Linked DNA regions of Callithrix jacchus: region 2 is linked to region 1. Evidence: chromatin contacts called from public Hi-C data. All regions are on one chromosome and are shown on one strand. Each heading gives the region's core, a stretch centred on a gene start, on an enhancer-like site or on the middle of the called end of the contact. The rest is flanking DNA. Distances are from core to core; before and after follow the strand shown.

Evidence for each region. Hi-C and Micro-C count contacts between places; a contact is called where the count stands out from the background.
Region 2: a Hi-C map of skeletal muscle shows a contact between it and region 1, with 2.9 times the contacts expected there. The contact joins the promoter of PGAP4 here to the promoter of ZNF189 in region 1. A contact is called at or near these places in 2 of 3 Hi-C or Micro-C datasets (both in skeletal muscle).

The regions. Positions count from the first base shown.
Region 1 is chr1:149,554,691-149,557,600 of calJac240_pri, forward strand. ZNF189 (zinc finger protein 189) reads left to right here and starts at 1,451. Exons shown (of 3, transcript XM_009000388.5): 1 at 1,451-1,784; 2 at 2,516-2,597. The coding sequence starts at 1,752. It overlaps MRPL50 (mitochondrial ribosomal protein L50), which reads right to left and starts at 1,205. Exons shown (of 2, transcript XM_002743160.7): 1 at 1,097-1,205. The coding sequence starts at 1,188.
Region 2 is chr1:149,715,705-149,718,614 of calJac240_pri, forward strand. It overlaps PGAP4 (post-GPI attachment to proteins GalNAc transferase 4), which reads right to left and starts at 1,509. Exons shown (of 3, transcript XM_017975110.4): 1 at 1,315-1,509. It overlaps RNF20 (ring finger protein 20), which reads left to right and starts at 462. Exons shown (of 22, transcript XM_078373533.1): 1 at 462-831; 2 at 2,462-2,578. The coding sequence starts at 2,574.

The DNA of each region.
Region 1 (2,910 bases), core at 201-2,700:
TTCCTACTTGTAGTTTTTGTTTGAAACCTAAGAGCGCATACATTGTTCCCTACAGTTCCTACCATACGTTTTGATTTCCTAAACAGTATGTAAGTTAAATTAGATTTACCTTCAAACAACTACACATGGTGCAGCCGTGCAGCGGAAAAAGCAACAGATGGGGAGTTAGGAGACATATGTTCTAGATCCAGATTTGCAATTAACTTGCTTTGTGACTTTGGGAAAAACACTTCCCTCCTGTGGGCCTCCGTTTCCTCATATTTTGGAGTACCTCGAGGATGAGAAGCGATTTTGTTTTTCCTGCTGTATCCTAGGCGCTTACAGTAATGCTGGCCCTGAGAAATCTCCTGAATGACTCCGTGAATGAACACACAAAATGAGGAGGCCGTACTACATTTCTGAACCTTGCTTATGAAGAAACACAGGCGGCAAACAATGAGTTTAGTTTACCAAGCGCTTTCTCTTTCTTTCTTTCTTTCTCTCTTTCTTTTTTAGTTTGAGACGTAGTTTCACTCGTGCCCCGGCTGGAGTGCAATGGCGCAATCTCAGCTCACTGCAACCTCTGCCTCGCAGGTTCATGCGATTCTCCTGCCTCAGCCTCCCGAGTAGCTGGGATTACAGGCGTGTGTATTCCTACGCCCGGCTAATTTTTGTATTTTTAGTAGAGACGGGGTTTCGCCAAGTTGTCCAGGCTGGTCTCAAACTCCTGGCCTCAGGTGATCCTCCCGCCTCGGCCTCCCACACTGCTGGGATTACAGGAGTGAGCCACCACGCCCGGCCTATCAGGCGCTTTGTGTTTGCAGACAACACACTGGGTGCCTCGCACATGAGGTTAATCCTGTTTGCTTAATAAATGAATGAGTGAAGTGAAAGGGAAAGGGGGTGGTATTTCCGTTATAAGATGAGAAAACTAAGGCCGAGAGGGGAAGAGATTGGGTCCCACCACTCAATGAGTGCTTCTCAACTCGGGACCCTAACGGGACCTTTTTGTCCTTGCTCTGATCAGGCGCGGGACCACGAAGGCGTAACACTCTTTTTGAACTCGTCCCTCTTAACTTTCCTTGAACGTGACCCACCGTCCACCCTTCAGCTTTACCTGGATCGAGACCAAAATTCTCTACGTGGTGCCCCTGAGACTTTCCACAGGAAGACTCTTCCGGCAATGCCAGACACATATCGCGCGGCCATCTTCGCTGAGATCCGCTGACCTGAGAGCTGCCCTCAGCCAACAGTGACGCGCCCAGACAGCCAATCGGATGCAAGCTCAGTGGCAAGCGTTTTCTTTTTCCGGTAGGCTCCCTCGCCCTTTGCACTCTGGGAAATGTAGTCCGGTAGCTATTGCCGGCGGCGCCTGGGTCGCGGCGCTCTTTCGGAGCATGACGGGAGTTGTAGTTGAGGGGCGTCCCGGGAATGATCCGGGTGACGCCTTCTGGTCCGGGGGCGGGCGGTCAGAGCGCTACTTGGCTGAAAGGAGGAGGACTGGCAGCAGGGAGGAGGCTCTTGCGAGGCCTGAAAGGCTGCGCAACAAGACAGGAGTGGGGGTTGGGGTTCGGGGTTGGGGGACAGCCAGGGATCGGGTCTAATATGCTACTGGGGTCGTGACCGCCTGGGGGCTGAGGCAGTCACTGGCCAGACCCAGCCAGGGATCCTCGTCTTCGTCCGGCCTAATTTCCAGCAGCCGGCTAGGCCTCACCAGAGGCTCCTTTCCGTGCAGCCGCCCCCAATTCCTGCCCTTATTCTCTGGCCGGGAGATGGCTTCCCCGAGTCCCCCGCCGGAGCCAAAGGTAAGTAAGCACCCCCCGGGATCCCCGTTGTCTCGCCACTACCCTAGCAAGGCCGCACCATTGCTTTCTCCCCCAGGCTCCCCACCAACCTCCTGACTGCCTCTTAAGGGCCAGCGCCTTGCAAGGAACTCCCCACTAGTGAGTTGGGGTGCGGTTCGTGAACAAACTGCCCACTGGCTCCTTTTTTTTTTCCTTTTTCTAGAGAGGCTTTATAAATCGGCTTGAGAAAATAAGTAATGCTTCAGGCTAGCTCTCTCATTTGTGAGTTCTTCAGGTGAAGCACCATTTTTGACCTTCCCTTGTGTCTTCTGTTCCTGGCACAGTGCCTGGACCCAAGGAATTCGCTTAGAGAACCTCAAGGAATTGCATAGAGTCACAAGCTAGTGCAAATGGAGAATTGTAGCAGGCAGTGAGATGAGGGAAGCTTGGAGATGCCTTGGGGCAGTTCACTAACATTAAACTGTTAGGGCATAATTATTAAATGAGAAAAGCCTTATCCTTAGGTCCTTTCTAATCTGAGATGCCTGTCAGTTGCAGTTCGTTCCCAGAATTGGGCACCATATGGAACTTTCAGTTATCATGTTCCTCCTGGCCTACTTGGCCCTGATAAGTGATTGCCTCTGCCACTTTCAGTGGTAGAATTGTCCTTGAGACAAGAACTGACTGCAGAAATCATACTATTTCAGGGGTTGCTGACATTTGAGGATGTGGCTGTGTTTTTTACCCAGGAGGAGTGGGATTATCTGGACCCAGCTCAGAGAAGCCTGTATAAAGATGTCATGATGGAGAATTATGGAAACCTGGTCTCTCTGGGTAAGAATCTGCTGTTTCTCTAATTAAAATGTCTTAAGAAGGTAGAGAGAAAACAGACTAACAGAACATTTGGATGGAAACCAGTACCAAAACTGCTTTGTTCTACAGTTCTGATTCAAACCTTTAAGCCAATTGCTTCCATAACTCTAATCCCTAGATTGCTTGCAGTCACCAAAATGCAAGCCTTTCTGGCATCCTGTCTCCATAATCTCATTCCCATATTGTTCTGTACTTTCCATCCTGGCTCATCCTCCCACAGCTTTCCTCCCACCCTTTTTCACTCTGCCTTCTGGAGCCCCTGTTCCTCTTCACA
Region 2 (2,910 bases), core at 259-2,758, 160 kb after region 1:
ATACCATTTTTGGTCCATATTTTTTGTTTAAAACTTCAAATGTATATACACAAAGAAAATTTTAAGATATGCAGACAATCTAAACCATCTAGAAGTTTAAGTTATTTATATTTTATTTCCCTTTTATTTTCTCCTTTGGATTTTTGTTTCTTGGATGTTTTCTAATAAGCGTTATCCTTACAACATTCTAATAATTCTAATAATGTTAGTTTTCTCTTCTCTTCTCATAAAGTATGCAGTGCAGTGAATTCTAGAAATCCACCCCTTTAAAAAAACTATTTCTCCTTAGAAGGATTAGTTTTCTTGGAGAAGCACACACATGCACACAGACACACACCTGCATGTGTTGCTAATGGTCCGCATGGTGAGATCATCATTGGAGCCGCCCTGTGGTTGCCGGGAGAGAGCGTGGGCCGAGCGAGGGATGCGGGTCACAACGACCCTGCACTAGCTCACGCCCCAAGGCACTGCGAGCGCAGTGCGGCACAGGCGACGCCCGAGCCAAGGGCCAGGAAGAGGGCGAGACACGCCCAGGTAGACCTAATTTAACCCTCCCTCTTGGAAAAAGAATGGGGGACGATGTCCAGGGCCATGAATCTAGAGTCTGTCGCTGACCTTGGGCAGTCCCTGCCACAATTGAGCCTCAGTTTCCCACCCGTAGGCCGAGCTGCCAGTCTTCATCGTTGCACTCCTTCTCTTCTGCTGGTTTTTCCTGGTGCCGGGAGGGACGCCCTCCCCTGCCCAGTCGCTCACCCCCAGCCCTTGGTTGCGAGGTCGCCCGCAGAAACCCAACACCGCGGCCGCGCTCTCGGCTCTCTCGGCTCACCCAAGGTGTGGACGCGCCGCGAGGGTCCCCTGATTGCGGGCGGCCATTAGGCGCCAGGCCCCTTGGCGCTTCGGCCCTGCTAGGCTCGGCGAGGGTCTTACCCAGGCTGGCACGCGCCCCGCTAGCGTCTTTCTGTTGACCTGTCAGTGCAGCAGGCGCGGTCGAGTGCCAGGGAGGCGCCCCCGCGACACTCCTCCATCCCGGCACTGACTCGGGCCCCGGCCGCGCGAGGAACGCCCTTCGGGGTCCTAGCATTCCTCTGGCAGGAGGCGGTCGGAGCTGCGGGCAGGGCCGCTAGGCAGCCCGCCTGCCCGAGGCGCACGGCCCGAGGCAAAGGCCCTCTGCGATGCCTCTCCCCAACCCCCAGCCGCCCTCCTTGTGCCAGCTGTGGCCACCCCTAATCCTTGTCCCCTGGCTCTGGTGTCTCTCCAGGGTTCCGACCACCGTGCCAAAAAGGGCTGGGCAGATGGTGCGCAGCGGAAACCTACCCGGTTGGGCGGTCAGCTCGGTCCCCTGCGCGCGCCGAGGGCCGCCTCAGGTGTCGCCCAGGCTGGCTGGCTCAGCCCGGTGGAGGCGCCATCGCCGGGGCCCGGAAGGAGCGGGCGCAGCGCGGTTTGGGTGCGCGCCGGAGCCTCGCCTCCTCCTCCAGCCGAGCAGCTTTGGCGCAGGGCTCCCCTCGCTCTGGCGGGCCATGTGACCCGCGAGCTGCCGAGCGACCGCGGCCCCCAAAGCCGGCTTGGGGAAAAAGGACGGCAAAAGGCGCCAACTAATGGGCAGCCAGGGAAAAGCAGGAGTCGCCCCCAAGTCACGCAAACAGGAAGCCTGCTTCTTTTGTGAGGGGTATAGAAGCCAGTATTATATTTCATCAGGTGGGTACATAGAGACGTATTCACACCGATGGAACGATATCTCTCAATGCGTGTAAACGCCTCATGAGAAAGCTATTACTTTGGGTCTTGACTGTTTTTCAGTCTTCCCCAAACCCTTAATTTTAATGCAAATGGCCACGAGAGAGAGAACGCTGGAGGTATGAGAAGATAGGCACATTGATTGAGAATAATCCCGGCAAAGCTTACAGGAAAAAGATATGGAATGATCCGAGGGAGGAAAAACGGGGACGTTAAAAGAAAAGTAACAGCCTCTTACGTTCCACCCTGGACTTTCCCTTCTGTATGGGTTTCTACCACACAGTTTTACGGCCTTATTCAGTGCTTCTGATCCTATGTTTGCCTGTCTAAGCCACAGGTTAGCAACTACAGCTTGCTGCCTGTTCTTGTACAGCTCACAAGCTAAGAACAGTTTTTGCAGTATTTCATGGTTTAAAAGTGGAAGACTATTTCAGGCATATGAAAATTATATGAATTCAAAATTTGGTGATCATAAACAAAGTTTTATTGCAACAGGGTCATCATTTACATATTGTCCATGGCTGCTGCCATGCAAGAATGATAAGAGTTAAATAGTTGTGACAGAGACTTTATGACCCACAAAGCTTAAAATATACTACCTGATTTGCCAATACCTGCTCTAAAGGGTCTGTTCAGAGGGCACGAGATAAAGCATTAAGGCCAGTAGCTGCTCATATGATTTCTTCTTGTGTAAGTAAAATTGATACTAGATATTAATTTCCTTTAGAACCTTACAGATACCCACCGGAGCCTCCATTCATCCTCTACTCTTTCAGCCAACATTTACTGAAGAATGATTCTGACGTGATGCCAACGCTGTAGATGACAATGAAGTAAGAATGAGGTGTGGATCCTTCACTCAAGGAATTTGTTGTTAGAAATGTTGGAAAGTCTATTTTTGAGGCGGGGTAGTATGAGAGATGGATATAGCACAGAAAGGAAGCTTGGGAGGGTCGTTTCATTTCCTGAGAGATAGACTGGGAGTCTGATACTCTAATATTGGAAATCAGGATTATAACCAACCTGAATCGAATTCAGTTCTCTATCACTGGCTCAGTGCTGGGGTATAATCTATTTACTGGCTATGACAGATTCACTCCTCTGTGCCTCAATGTTCTCATCTATATATTGGGAACAGTGGTATTTCCCTCAGGTTTGTTGAGAGGTTTACATGAG